Linked DNA regions of Mus musculus: region 2 is linked to region 1. Evidence: chromatin contacts called from public Hi-C data. All regions are on one chromosome and are shown on one strand. The core of a region is the stretch at or near the end of the contact, and the rest is flanking DNA. Distances in the headings are between cores, read along the strand shown.

Evidence for each region. A called contact is a pair of places that touch in the nucleus more often than the background predicts.
Region 2: a Hi-C map of liver shows a contact between it and region 1, with 3 times the contacts expected there. The contact joins two enhancer-like sites. A contact is called at or near these places in 1 of 484 Hi-C or Micro-C datasets (liver), 8 of 115 datasets of contacts at active chromatin or transcription factors (embryonic basal ganglia, embryonic forebrain, embryonic midbrain and 4 more) and 1 of 9 other capture datasets (embryonic tail).

What each region holds. Positions count from the first base shown.
Region 1 is chr8:89,010,244-89,017,739 of GRCm38.p6, reverse strand. No RefSeq gene overlaps it. Among named protein-coding and RNA genes, the nearest start is that of Mir8110, 11 kb to the left of the region's middle. RefSeq lists a cis regulatory region at 1-7,496. Within about 2 kb of position 2,064, at least 39 of the 459 cell types and tissues checked have an H3K27ac peak or open chromatin away from gene starts, as enhancers often do. A contact at or near this core is called in liver, where this site is marked.
Region 2 is chr8:89,510,983-89,518,282 of GRCm38.p6, reverse strand. No RefSeq gene overlaps it. Among named protein-coding and RNA genes, the nearest start is that of Gm26331, 75 kb to the left of the region's middle. Within about 2 kb of position 1,487, at least 6 of the 459 cell types and tissues checked have an H3K27ac peak or open chromatin away from gene starts, as enhancers often do. A contact at or near this core is called in liver, where this site is marked.

The DNA of each region.
Region 1 (7,496 bases), core at 815-3,314:
CTATCCTGGGCTCCCAAGGATTTGCTTTCTAACACTGCTAGAGAGGATGGAGTACACAAAGATGCCATCCTTCACAGCAGATGAAGAAACTGAGGCAGGGGAACTGGCACTGTTCCAATCTCTGTCTCGGAGTGTCTGCGTAAGTGGCAGAGAACCTCTTTGTATTCAGGATTCAGGCTGGGGACATGGCTCAGTGGGTAAAGACATTTGGTGTATGAGCCTGGCCACCTGAGTTCATGCCCTAGAACCCATCACATAACAATGGGAGGAGAGAGCAGACTTCACAAAGTTGTCCTTTGACCTCACCATGACACACACAGGCCCTTCCTCGCAGAATAATGTATTTTTAAAAATAATTATATTCAGGATCTTTCAGCCTGGGAGAACAGATAAATAAATTGTGGTAAATATATACAATAGAATATTATTTAACCATAAAGAAGGATGAAATTATGCCATTTGAAGGCAAATGTATGGAAATGGAAATGTTCATATTAGACCAAATAAGCCAGACTTCATCAAACACTATATGATCGGTCTCAAATGTGTAACGTAGGTATATCCTAAAGACATGAAAGTATAAAGGGACTAATGTGAGGAGAGAGAGGAACCAGAGAGGGCAACAGACCATGAATATGATCCAAGTCCACTGTGTCCGTCATGTATCAAAATGTTCGAAAGTAAGTCGCCACTATAGACAAATAGAGTTTGCTAGTAAAAACGAATAAATCAGAGATTTCTCTCCACAAGCCTGGTCTTTTCAATGGGATGCCCACTATTGCAGACTCTGTGTTTCTCCTCTGGCAAGAAACTCCTATCATCTCTGTCCGGAGAAGGTTGGCTTTGGGCCCAGTCACAACAGAAACTTAAACAGGCTAGCTTCCCGCAGAAGGGGATTAAGTAATCCAGAAAGAAATATGTTCTTCAGTGTAGGGCTCAGGCTCAGGGCCCTTCACATGATAGGTAAATCCTGTATCAGAGACCCACACGCTGAGCCCTGCAGGGAACAAGCTGTACCCAGAATCCCCTTCCCACTCCTAACTCCCACAGTTCCTCAGTCCTTATCTCTCGCCTTTGTCTGCCTTCATCAAATGGTAAAAGGCTAGAGCTGTAGTTTGATAGTAGTTTGTTCCCTTCAAAATCTCATCATGACCTTAGTCCCCATAAAGGTGTTATGAGGCCTGAAGAGTTGGGGGAAGACAGTTCTAAAACCTTTAAGAGGTGTTTGAGTTTTGGGGAATTTGTCCTAGAGAGAGGATGGATTCAGTTCCCTCCAGAATGGGCTAGCTACACAAAGGTGGGTATCATTTAAAAAATAAAATAAGAGCCGGGCGTGGTGGCGCACGCCTTTAATCCCAGCACTCAGGAGGCAGAGGCAGGCAGATTTCTGAGTTCAAGGCCAGCCTGGTCTACATAGTGAGTTCCAGGACAGTCAGGGCTGCACAGAGAAACCCTGTCTCGGAAAACCAAAAAATAAAATAAAATAAAATAAAATAAAATAAAATAAAATAAAATAAAATAAAATAAAATAAAATAAAATAAAATAAAATAAAATAAAATAAGAAGGCTGGCTTCCTTCGTTAGCATTCTCTTGCTTCCTGACCTCTCTTTCCCTTTCTACCACAAGGCTGTCCCCTTGACAGCCAGGCAGAGGTGAGCACCTTCCAAGGCTGTAGAGCCATTATTCAAGTTAACCCTTTTTCTTTATTAAAAAAAAAACACCAAAACTCCAAAACCTAGTCTCAGAAATTCTGCTATAGCAACAGCAAACAGACTGAGACAATTAGTAAACTATTAAGCACTTTCTAACTTGCCATTTGGCAAGCATCGGGTTTGCTCCCTGGTGCTCACAGCACAATGGAGGTCGCAGCGTGAGCCAGAAGACTGCAGAGAAGAGTCTAGAAGGATGCAGAGGACACTGGAGTATAGCCACACCCAGGAAAAGAGTTCGTGAAAACCTTTTCAAACCTGGAATGGCAAATATTCAGCCCCTCCCCCTGCCTTGGGCACTGTCTGTGGGTGTGGGCAAACATCAGTGACACAAGCCAAGTTAGTTTTGTTGCCTACAGTCCTGCAAACTGCCCAGAGGAGTGGCCTCTGAGGCTCCAAGCTGCTTTTCTAAGAGCTGCTGCTTCAGCCAAGATGATGACTAATGACTCTCTCGGGTGGCTGCTATAGAGCATTTTGCACCTAAAGCGTGGAGTAGGGCTAGCCAGAGAGACAGGAGAGTGCACTATCAGAGGCCATACCTTGAACTCGGATCCTTCCACAGAAAACTTCTCAGTTATGATAGAGACAGAAAAGGAGCATAGGAGCCATTGCCTCTCTGAGATCAGAAAGCAAGTCATGCGTTTGTGGTCCACGTTACAGAGTGATACAGAGCTGAGGAAGTCTATGGGTCAATGGGCTTGACCATCGTGGGGTAGACTCGGAGTCGTCCACTCTGCTTCTGTGCTGTGCCTTGTACTCAGATTTAACATCCTTTTACAGCAGAGAGATGGTAGAGATGAGACCTATTCTCTTTCTTCTCTTTCTCCTTGCTTGCTTTCTTTCTCCCTTCCTTCCTTCCTTCCTTCCTTCCTTCCTTCCTTCCTTCCTTCAACTTAGACTTCTCTTATACAATAGTTTCTACTGTAGTTTCCCCTCCCTTCACTCTTCCCAGTCCCCCCTCACCTCCACTCCCATTCCCCTCCCACCTTGATCTCCCCTAGAAAAGAGCAGGCTTCCCAGGGACATCAACCAAATAAGACATAATAAGATACAGTAAAATACAATAATCTCGTAATAAGATACAATAAGACCAGGCACAAACTCTCATATCAAGGCTGGGAGATGGAACGTAGTACTGGGAAAGGGGTCCCAGAGCAGGCAACGCCCACCCCATCCCTATTGCTACAAAGTTGCAGTTTCAGGATTTGTCAGTTTTTTTTTCCCAAATTTCTTCCACTCTTCTTGTTCTCTGGTACTAGCTCAGGTCTTACTTTCTAGAGGTGCCTTGGATGGCCACCCCACCCCCAGCCTAATGAAGCTGTGCTCACTCCCAATGGCGGTCTTCCCCTCTTTGGTTTTTGCTTCTCTGGTTCTCTTACCCTGGAATTGTCTTGCCTTGCCTCTTTGTGTATGTTTATTGGATCTGTCTATTGGTTTACAGTCTTCTTCCTGAGAGTAGGGACTGACTCTACTGCCTTCTCCATCACTGAATCTCCCAGGCCCTAGCACAGCGCCCGGGTCAGGGATGAGTGGGTGAAGGACTTGGACTCAGAAGCAAGGTATAGGCAACCAGTTCTGACTTTGGAACCTCAGCTGAGAGTGAAGCAGAGGATGTGAATCTTTCATGAGCAGAATGGTCACAGGAAGAGGAAAGGAGTTGCTTACCGTGTGGAAGTAAACCAGACAGAGCAGAGGACCACAGTGTGCGGCTTCCCAGCCTGGTGTAGCCTGATGCTGTGCACTGCAAGATTCATGTGGCAAATTATTAGGAAAAGCAAGTGAGTATGGCTTTAATTTTTGTACTTTTACCCATGGGGACATTTTTAGTGTTTTAAATGTAAGCATTGCACAGAATAAAGGTGGTATACATGCTTTCATTGCCTTGCTGTGTATCCTAAGGTGGGCATATTCTAGAGCCTAGAAAATGTCTTTAAAACATGTTTTAGGAGCCAGGCAGTGGTGGCACACGCCTTTAATCCCAGCACTCGGGAGGCAGAGGCAGGCGGATTTCTGAGTTCGAGGTCAGCCTGATCTACAGAGTGAGTTCCAGGACAGCCAGGGCTACACAGAGAAACCCTGCCTCAAAAAACAAAACAAAACAAAAAAAAAGTTTTAAGGCTGGAGAGATGGCTCAGTGGTTAAGAGCACTGACTGCTCTTCCAGAGGTCCCAGGTTCAATTCCCAGCAACCACATGGTCGCTCATAACCATTTGTAGATGGAATCCGATGCCCTCTTCTGGTGTGTCTGAAGACAGCTACAGTGTACTCATATACATAAAATAAAAATAATTTTTAAAAAACCGTATTTTAATGGCTGCTTAAATTTTCATCGCATGACAAAAATATGTTTTTTTACACTATGTTCAGGAAGGCACTCCTTTGCACAAGCCCGTCTCTCAAGTTGGAGAGAAATATCTAATGCACAGCTTTCCCCCTTGGTGACAGTAACAGTTTTCAACTACTTGACGTTGGCCCCCATATGAGGTTGTCCTGACTGGAAAGGACACGGGTATAGGAAGGGTAGAGGCTGGATGCTGCCCAGCCTCCACAGACACAGGGCATCAAAAGGGACTGCCCAGACCAAAGTCAACAGTACTAGGCCAGAAAGTTACTGTCCAGGACAGTGTCAGGGTTAATTTTCAACAGGCACTCAAAACTCCAATTAGCATTCTGCCATTGGCTTGCAGGACTTTGCCCTGGGATTCTGTCTCAGGATCACATCTCAGGGGACTAGAATGCATTGGAATCAGTAAGCATTGGAAAACCAACGCTTTTGCTTCCACAGTTCCTATTTGGTTAGCGACCTACACTGACTAATAGTCAGTGGAAGCAGAGTTGGTTGGTTGGTAGGTTGGTTGGTTCATTGATTGGTTGGTTGGTTATTTTGCTGTACTAGGAACGGAGGCTAGAGCGCCAGACAAACAGCCTACCAGGGAGCCACACCCTCATCCTGAAGTTGTACTTTTAATAATTAAGTTTCAGGAAGAAACCACACATCTCTAGAGCTCTTCCATCCAGGCCCAGATATTCCCGTAAACACTGAGTCATGGCATGGTGGTGCAAACCCTGGGGCATTAGCTGCACCCTGGAAACAGTTTCCCCCTAAGGCAGAGAAGGGACCTGGTCCTCACAAAACTAGAATTTCTAAATTCCAAAGGAAGTTTCAGTTAAATCTGGGTGCTTAGAATCCTGTCTCCTCCAGCCCCGTCCCAAACCTTTTTCTTTTTCTTTTCTTTTCTTTTCTTTTCTTTTCTTTTCTTTTCTTTTCTTTTCTTTTCTTTTCTTTTCTTTTTTTTTTAAGGAGCTGAGATTTGCTCTTTCATAGCCTTTACAGAGCCTGGAGAGCTGGGAACCCCACCCTAGTAAGCAGTCACTGAAACTGACTCCTTCCCTCAGTTGAGAAATCCACTGCCTTTTTACCCCAGGGTTAGATCTTTAAGACTTTGCCTGACCTTTGCAGAGAAAATTGGTATAGAGACAATTGATGATAACTCCGCCCTCACCATCGAAAGATCTAAATCCCGCCCACTCAAACGCAGAAGGGAAGTCTGTTGTCCTTTCACCTAGACTCACATTCTTTCCTGGATTGGTGGTGAATGGAGTGCAACTAGAAATATTTGAAATTGTATTTCCCCGATATCGAACCCTACTGAATCTACAGCTCTCCCAAGGAGATGCCAGATCAGGAGTGTCTGACTCAACACAAAAAGAAATAGAGCTTAAACTGGATTAAACAGTCCAGGTGCATTCTTCCGCTTTCACAACGGAGGAGGCAGGCAAGCTCTGGTCAGAGCACTCACCCTGAGGTGCGCCTCTGAACACAGTGCTTCCTGACAGCTTTGCTCCCCCATGCCCTCCCCCTCCACTCATTTCACCTCCTCTCCAGAGCCTCAAACCGGTGTGGAGCCGGGAGACTGTTTTATGTGCAGAAGACATCCTCCGTCTCCAGATCTCTCCCTAGGAGACAGGAGGCAGATCTGGACTCCAACAAGTTACACCAGCTAATGATGCATGCCTCAGAGAAGAGGAGGGGGTGGAAGGCTGGAGAGACAGAAGGACAGACCGGGGCACTGGGGGACAGCTACAATAAGCAGTTATGGCTTGATCAAGAATATGTTGGCTATGAAGTAAGTGCAGAGATGGATGGGAAGTTAACTCTCCTTTAGGCGAAAGCTATTTTTTTTCTTCCGCTCTCAGTCACAACTTTTGGTACTCAAATGCACTTTTCTTTGCAATTTCGTATTAAAAGATTAGACATTTCCAAGATTCACATGGGTGTAGAAAGACAAGTTCCTCTCTTGTTGGCAACACACACACACACACACACAGACGGATGCTCCCAAGCATGGTAGTGGAATCTGGGTCCTCCCAACACGTATGTGTACGTGTGTATGCACGCACACACCGACTAGAGGATAGTATAAACTTAGAAAGGAGGTAAATGAGATTGGCTCACATTCAGCTGACTTTCCAATTCAGATGGCTTGCTGTGGAGGAGATGAAAATGGAGTGGTAGCAAGAAGAGATGCGGAAGTGATAAAATCCAAAGTAGGAACAAGCCTACTGACTCCAACTCCTTAAGTCCTGCTTTATTAATGCAGTCAATATCACCATTAATTCAACAAATACTTAAAGCACAAATCTGTCCCTTAGAGACTGTGGCAACACATGAAGAGGATGTCACCATTACCCTCGAGAATTAGAAATCTAAGCAGGGTATATGACAACGCATCAGACACCCTGCTTTAAGCCCGAGGTTCCAACCTTGTGTCAGAACTTTGGAAGTGGCTCAAAAGATTTCTTTCAAGTAATTTCAGTGTTGCTGAGTCTCTCAGGAGGCTGGTCAGGCCAGGCTGTCATGAACACTTTTCTTACCATTGGATGACAAGATGTATGAATTTGGAATCTGAGAAGCGAAGAGAGCTTCCTGTGGTGGTTTGAATAACTTTGGTCCCCACAGACTCTTACCCAGTACAGAGTGGCACTGTTAGGAGGTGTGGCCTTGTTGGAGGAAGTGTGCCACTGTGTGGGCAAGGTTGTGAGTTCTAAGCTCAAGCTATGACCCAATGAGAGAGTTTCCTCCTGGCCGCCTGCTGAAGAGAGTGCCTTCCTGCTGTCTATTCAAGATGTAGAACTCTCAACTTCTCCAGTACCATGTCTACCTACAGAGGCCATGTTGCCAACCATGATGATAATGGACTAAACTTCTGAATCTGTAAGCCAGCCCACAATTAGATGTTTCCCTTTATAAGAGTTGCTTTGGTCATGGTGTCTCTTCACAGCAATGAAACCCCAACTCAGACACTTCCCAAACAACAGAGCTGATAGGAATTTTATCCTGAGACTTTTGCTCATAGAGAAACTTTGCCTGATGCCGAAGAGATATGAGAAAGAACAAGTGTTCTAATGAACAGCCTGAAGATTTGTGTCTTCCTATATTCTTCCTGATCTGGTATACTTTATTCATAATCAATGCTTAGGTCTAGACTAAACTCAAGCCAAGCACACGTATCACTTGTACTGGGTTTGTATGTCCAAAGCCATCCCCTGATCTAGACAGAACAGTCAGGAGTCTCCACTGAGATAGATGAACCATATCAAGTCTATAGCTAAACTTCTGCCACACAACAGAGCCTGAGAAACCTGGACTGCCACCCTCATCACCATGACCATTGTTAACTAATCTTGTGTCTTAATTGAAAGAAATCCTAATTTGTGGGAACTGCTTCAGAAACTGATAAATTCTCATGACCATTCTTCACCTCACAAAACTATTGGCTGAGCTT
Region 2 (7,300 bases), core at 238-2,737, 500 kb before region 1:
TGCCTTCGGAAGTCAGTAAAGTCTTCATGAAAACCACTGGGATATTAAATGAATCCCTTGAAATCCAGATTCCTCACCTGTAAAATGGGAATACACAGCTCCCCCCGTGGAGATGATTTGGGTTGGTGACATTAAACGTAGGCACTGCACGTCTCACAGAGCATCCGTGTGACTAGGTAGGATCTGAGCTTAACTTTGCCCAGACGGAAGGTGGCTGAAATATTTCAAGGATACATTTTTTTCGTTATAAATTAGAAATGGATGCATACTTTTCTACCAGTTAGAACAGTCTTTGGTAGCAGGCACCCAGATAGTCCCTCTCTATGCCAAACATGTTTTGTTTTTTTAAATTAATTTATTTATTTTATGTATATGAGTATTCTATCTGCGTGTATACCTGCACACCAGAAGAGGGCTTCAGAACTCATTACAGATGATTGTAAGTCACCGTGTGGTTGCTGAGAATTGAACTCGGGACCTCTGGAAGAGCAGCCAGTGCCAACTCTCCAACCCCTAAGCATGTTTATTTTAAGCCATACCTTGGTGTGGATTTTCCCTAGCTGGGTATGTATTCCCCTCCCCACAGCCCCACTTATAGTCAATTCAGATCATTAAGGTTTTGAAACAAATCACATAACTCCAAAGATTACATCATCACCTAGGCAGCAGGAAATGAGCAGGCACGGTCTTGGGAAGAACGTGCACATGTGTGCACATCAAAACTTGCCTTTGCGGCTTCTATGGACGTCATACCCTGAGAGAGCCATGCTGACATGTTCTAAGGGCAGATGAGAGGATTCTGACATGAGATGGTGTGGGAGACAGCCCCAAGACTCATCTTTAAAACAATCATTTCCTTGAATTAGAACACAATACAGAGAGTTTTTAAAATTCAAATCCAGTAGACATAGATGAGCAGAATTCAAATGGTTCTCCTAAACCCAGGGCTCAAGGATTGCAGTGTGGCCTGCCTGGGTGGGTGGCTCTGGGTGGCTCTGGGTGGTGTGTGCCCAGGCACTTAACCAGTGATGTATTGTCATAACGTGTGCGTATGTATAGCTGCAGGGAGATTTCTGTTTCGTAAGTGGAAGCTGAAATAAGTGTGCAGCCCGCGCCATTAATCTGTAAAGTGGCAGAAACAATCTTGAGTTTTGTTTTTTGAGACCTTTGGGCAGAAGAGAGGGATTTAGTCAGTAAAATTTGGTTTTTATATTGATTTGCTCAGGCGAAGTTTAGATGAGGAGAAAAGACCTCGAAGTGGATTTTTAAAAGATGGAAAGTATGAATAAATAATGGTTTTCAAAAAAAAGAAAAAAAGAAAAAAGAAAATGGACATTTTATAACAAAATCAGGTAGAGAGAGAAGTTAGGGGTTAAATAAATAGCCTCCAAAGCCATCCGTCAATTCTAGGCCACCACCCAGGATCCAAACCTGAGCTAACTAGTTTAGAATAAGATTAAGGTCTTAACCTCTGAACTTTGACCTCACTAGGGAAACACCAGATGGCCATGGGTAGGTGGTACCTTTCTGACTTTCCCAGACTGGAGCCCTTTACTCTAAAGGAAAATAAGTGAGGATGGAGGGAAATAGGCAAAGAAGGGAGAGAAGCTTGCTCTTTCTTGTCAGTGAACGCAAGGGAAATGGCTAAGTTAGCTCAGAGAAGACCAAAATCTCCCTTGCACTAATTGTGTTTCAGTGTCTGGGAGGAGATGGGATTCTGCCGCTCTCTCGGCTTTCACTATTAGCTGAAAAAGAGCCAGGGATTTTTTTTTTTAATAGAAGCTCTTCTGTAAAGAAAGCAGGGTAACAATAGCTAGCTGTCACAGGCAGCTGATATCTACCTTTGATCAGCCAAATGAATGTTGCAGGCATTTCTTATAGAGAGGAGATTGCTTATCGATCTATATCAAAATATGCATGCTAATGCCAGACAGCAGAGAGTATTTTCAAGTGGAGTTAATAATCTGATTGCTGCCCTGTCTGGAGCAATTCTCTGAACTCGGAGCTATAATCAGTCCAGGGTCTTGCAGTCAAATGTACTTTGCTGTTTAAATTTGGATTTGTGACATTGATTGAGGAGCCCTTGGAAAGGTGTTGACAAATCAAATTGTTTGTTCCAGTAGTGTTTTGCTAGAGATCAAGTCCAAAGTAATACGCAGTGAATTTGTTCATTACGCTTGGAGTGAAAGGAATGATAAAATTCACCTGCGTCATTATCACAGACACGAGCCCAATACAAGAGATGGTTTGTGTCTGAAGAAAATGTAGTGTTGTGGGTGCTCCTGTGAGTGATAGAGGGGGGTGGCCTGCTAGACCTTCAGGATATTAGATATGTTGTAAGAAAGACAGGCAAATAAATGTCTTCCATGTTTAGAACCACAACACTTTGTTTATTTGGTTGAGACGAAAAAGGGAAAAAATAAAAAGATAAGATGGGTGCCTAGGTGACCACATGACTTGACGCCTTAGGCACACAGGCTTGTGGAGGCTAGGAAGTTTCCCACCACAAGAGGAAGTGGAAAGGGGACAAAAGCCATGACTTCTTAAGGCAGGCTCTACAGGGACAGACAGAGCAAGTGGGAGGTTCCAGCTGGGCTCTCCCATAAGCCAACTGGAGACTGGAATGTGAACCAGCAAGAGAAGCTTTCAGAGAAAATTCCAGGAAGTGCTGGAGGGGAAGAGGAAGTGACCTGGAACTAGTTTGTTGCTTGTTGCTGTTATTTATCTCTCTTTTTTTTTTTTGAGGTTATAGTATAATTACATCATTACCCTTTTCACTTTCCCTCTCCAACTTGCTCCACCCCTTCTCTCCCCCATCCCCCATCCCCCACCCCTCCACCCCCGCCCCCAGATCCCTGCTTTCTTTTTTTCAAATTCACAACCTCTGGCTAAGGAGCAGGTTCCTGCTCTGGACACCAACCATCTGGGGACTCAGAGCTAGCAGAGAAATGAAGAGGAAGAAAGACCTTGTCAGAGTTGAAAGGGGCTGGGGGCGAAGAGCCTTTTGGGTCCCCACACGTAAGGTAAGTACAGTATGTTGGTGTGGCCATTGCAGAGAGAGAAATGCCGCAGTCTTTGTTACTGGATGCCCCTCAGAGATAGAATCCCATTGGATTCTGGGAAAAGGAGGAGAAAGATTGACAGTGTTCAATCCTCTAACTTTTCATGTCACTTTGCCATGGTTGATAACATCTAAAACAATCATGCCAGCTAGCATTTACTGCAGAGCTCAGATGCCAATCATATTTTTTTTCATTTAAATGAACCACTTCAGTGTGGGAATTTATTTTTTAAGTCTGGAGGTGGGAAGTCTTTAATAAGACTAAAATTAATTTACAGAATTGGTTGTAAAATAAAAAAAGGCAATAGACTAGATTTATTGGAGAGGAACGCATCAAAGTGTATATAGTCCGTTGCAAGGGTTTGCTTTGCTTAATGAATACTTTGAGTCATGTATGTGGGTATGTATGAATGTATACACCAGGTCACAGGAAATATATCCTTTCCATGAATCAAGGAAGGAGCTAAGCTGTGTGTTCCTCATTTGAATCATGTAGAAATTATTCTCATTCTACTTCTGAGATTCCTAGGTGTTCTTTAACGCACATAACTTCACATAGGGAATTCAACATTGTGAGGGCCAACCCATACACTTTCCAACAGCAAACTACAGAGCTGACTGCACGGCAAAGATGTGAGCCCTGTAACTTTCAGAAAGCCTGCATCAGAGACCATCTGCTCCTCCAGAAGGCTCACAACTGTTCTTTTCATGTTTGTAAGGAGAGTTTGGCAACAAAAGCCATTTAATATCAAACTGGAAGACAGCAGAGCTCCTTGGTGTTATAGCATTGTTGATGTCGCCTTAATTTATAACATGGCAAATGGTTAGGCAGATGGCATTTAATATAGTCCCAGACATAAACATGAGGATTAAGTTGTATATGGTGTGGGTTCCTGGGCTCCCATAAACTCCGTAGGAGGTAAACCCCCATCACATCTCCCACCCCCTCCTCCCGCACATGAGCTGTGTTAACCATGCAGAGGCACAGGAAGGACACACAGAATTGGCCCAAGTCATAAGAAAAGCTACTGACTGGTTTATGTGACAGGTTCTCCTATTTATTTCAAAGTAGTACTTGCCAAGGTTGCAGTGTTTTTCTATAGCCACCAACGATGGCCAAAGGCAAGGCAGCCTGTCTCACAGAAGGAGCCTGACCTCTTAGCTTGGACCTCAAAAGTCATGAGACTTGGCCTTTCAATCACTACAGTTTATTTAGTTTTTAATATTTAGCTGTGTCTCCCTGTGTGTGCATGTGAGTTCATTGCCAAGGGACCCCTGAAGCATTGGATTCCCAAGAGGTGGGGTTGCGAGTAACCCCTAGGTGGGCTCTAGGAACCAAATCAGACCCTCTACCAGAGACCAGCTAAGTCATCTCTTCAACCCCTAGACTTTATCTTTAGAACAGTTTTAGATTTATATAAATTTAGGCAGATAATGGAGAATTCCTTCATTACTACACAGACATCAGCACTCATCTGCACCCCCCCACACAATTACTAAACTCTTATGTCTGTGTGGTATTGGTTGTAATTTCATTATAATTAATGAACAGTATCATCATCATCATCATCATTATTAAGATCAGATCGGCTTAGCTGTTATCTGATATTTCAGATTCAATATAAGATATCATATTACAGCTATTTATTATGTCCCAAGCTATAGCTTGAATATGAAATGTCAGCTTGATCCAGCAGAAACCACAAGGCTCTGCCACACCAGTACATGTCAGCAGAAGTGGCAAGACTCAGCCGGAATACCTGAAGCTCTTGGTGCATTTTCCTTTATGAAGTGAAGAACAGCAAAGACCAGTGAAGTGCTTTCAAGGTGTAACAATGCAAGAACATTCTTTCACTGTCTGTGGATTTAATAATACTCTTCCCAAATATCACGTGCCCTCTCAAGCATCTGCTTCAGCAAAACATCCTCATTGTGTATGTGAGTACACTGTCACTCTCTTCAGACCCACCAGTAGGATTGGATCCCACTACAGATGCTTGTGAGCCACCACGTGGTTGCTGGGAATTGAACTCAGGACTTCTAGGAAGAGCAGTCAGTGGTCTTAACTGCTAAGCCATCTCTCCAGCCCCTTGTAAAGAGATTCTTAAGGATTAATCTAGAGAACTTTTCCATTTGTTCTCATTAGGGTGTTTTATGATTTGAGAGGCAGGTAGCTGCTTTGGTATACGTGGAAGTCTGTGCAGGTAAGGGCCTGTAATCCTTTCTCTTTCATTTCTTTGTCTTGTCTGTTTTAGCTCCCTTTCCAGTGCTAGGCATAGAAGTTTGGAAAATTCTAAAGCAGGGCTTGGCCAACTTTTTATTAAAGCTCAAAATGATAAATTTAGGCTCTGCTAGTCAAGAGAAAGAAGCCATGCTACCGTGTGGGTACCAGCCTAGTCAACTCAAATATCCACTCAGGCATCCATTCTCAGCTCCTCGGCGAGAGCTGCTCACTGTGTTTCATCCACAGTTTGTCACTCTTGTTCAAGAAACTGGATAAGATCTTGGCTTTCAAGGAACTGGAGAATTACCAAAGAAAAGGGAATAGAAAGAACAATTTGGAAAGTGTACCTCGAAGATTGATGAACTGATACCAACTCAGGGTTATCACCTGCTGTCTGCTGGAATCTAATGGTTTCTCTTTGTAACCGTGGGGGCCCATTATTTAGCTTCCCGGTGAAGTGGAAATGGTCGAAACAATGGTAAGTTAAATGGTTACAGGTGATCTGTGTTTGAGCAGCATCTCTCACCTTCAACGTGGAATGTCTTTGTTTTCCTCTGGCTATGTCCTCTGCACTGTGCCTAACTAGCTTCTCCATGTCTGACTGTGCTTGCACCTCCAACACAGCCTGCTCCTGATGAAACTACAGCCTGTTGTGAAACAGGAAAGCTGATTCCAGACTGCACCTCCTGGTAGTAATGGGCTTCAAAGGTGGTCTCCAATGATGTTACTTCTTTGTATTCATGCCCACAGATAATACCTTGCCCTGCCCTTAATTTGACTGGAGCTATGGTGACTTGGCTCTAAGTAAATGCGATGCCACTTTTGAGATACTGTTGGCTAAAAGAGCCCGAGAAGACCATCTTACCAATTTTTAAAGCATATTTCTTGTCTTTTAATTTTTTCTTTATTCTTGAGAATTCCATACAGGTATAATACAACAAAACATGGTCATAGCTACTGCCTGTTTTCCTTTCTAAATCCTCCCATATGCTCTCTACATGTGCCTTCCCACAAAGTCCAATTATTGCTGCCCATTTGTACAATAGATCTAGAGACATCCACTGGAGCACAGAAAGCCTACCAGTGGCTACATACTGTCAAAAGAGTCATTCTCCCTCCACAAGCAACTAACACCTGCTTGTAGCTCCTCAGTAAGGGGCAGGGACTATCTCCCTCATCTAGCTAAAATGTTGGCAGACTTGATTTTGGGTGAGACTTATGCTTACAAGTAACCATGGCTGCTATGACATCATCCATCTGATAGGCATGTCATGTCCAGCATTTCACAATACTCTTCCCCATCCCCAGACCCTCATCTTCTTCCTATCTCCTTATTCACACTATTCCCTCAGACTTGGTGTGGAGAACAGAGACATCATAACTACTTTGTAGGGTTGCTGGGAGGTGCCAGGATTCATAGCGGGATAAGTCGGTTGGTAAGCTATTTCTCTCAGAAGGCTGTGTAGCTCATTTTTGCACTAGGAAGGCCAGCCTGCAGGGAGGAAGCTTTCTGCTTAGCTGTAGCTTGATTTTCTGTGTCCTGTAACCAAAGCATACTGTGTCCTCATCAACCCAGCCTTAAACTAAGGGTTTAGTAGGCAACCCAAATCAAGGAATCCAGGCTGGAAAAATGACTCAGCAGTTAAGAGCACCTGCTGCTATTCTAGAGGACTTGGGTTTGATGCCCAGGACCCACATGGGCATTCAAAACTGCCTGTAACTCTACTTCCAGAGGCTTCTATGCTCTCTTCTAGGTCCTACACATACATGGTATGTATACATGCATGCAGGCAGACACACATAAAATTAAAATAAATAAAAATAAATGAATCTTACAATAAAAGGAAAATAAACCAAACAGCAATGACCATAGTTTGTACTGTTTGAGACCCCTCTGGGACTTCTGTGGCCAACAAGTAGTAAGGAGATATCTCATACCTGGTATATTAGTCAGAGTTGTCTTTAGAAACAGAAATCTCTCCCTCCCTCCCTCCCTTCCTCCCTCCCTCCCTCCC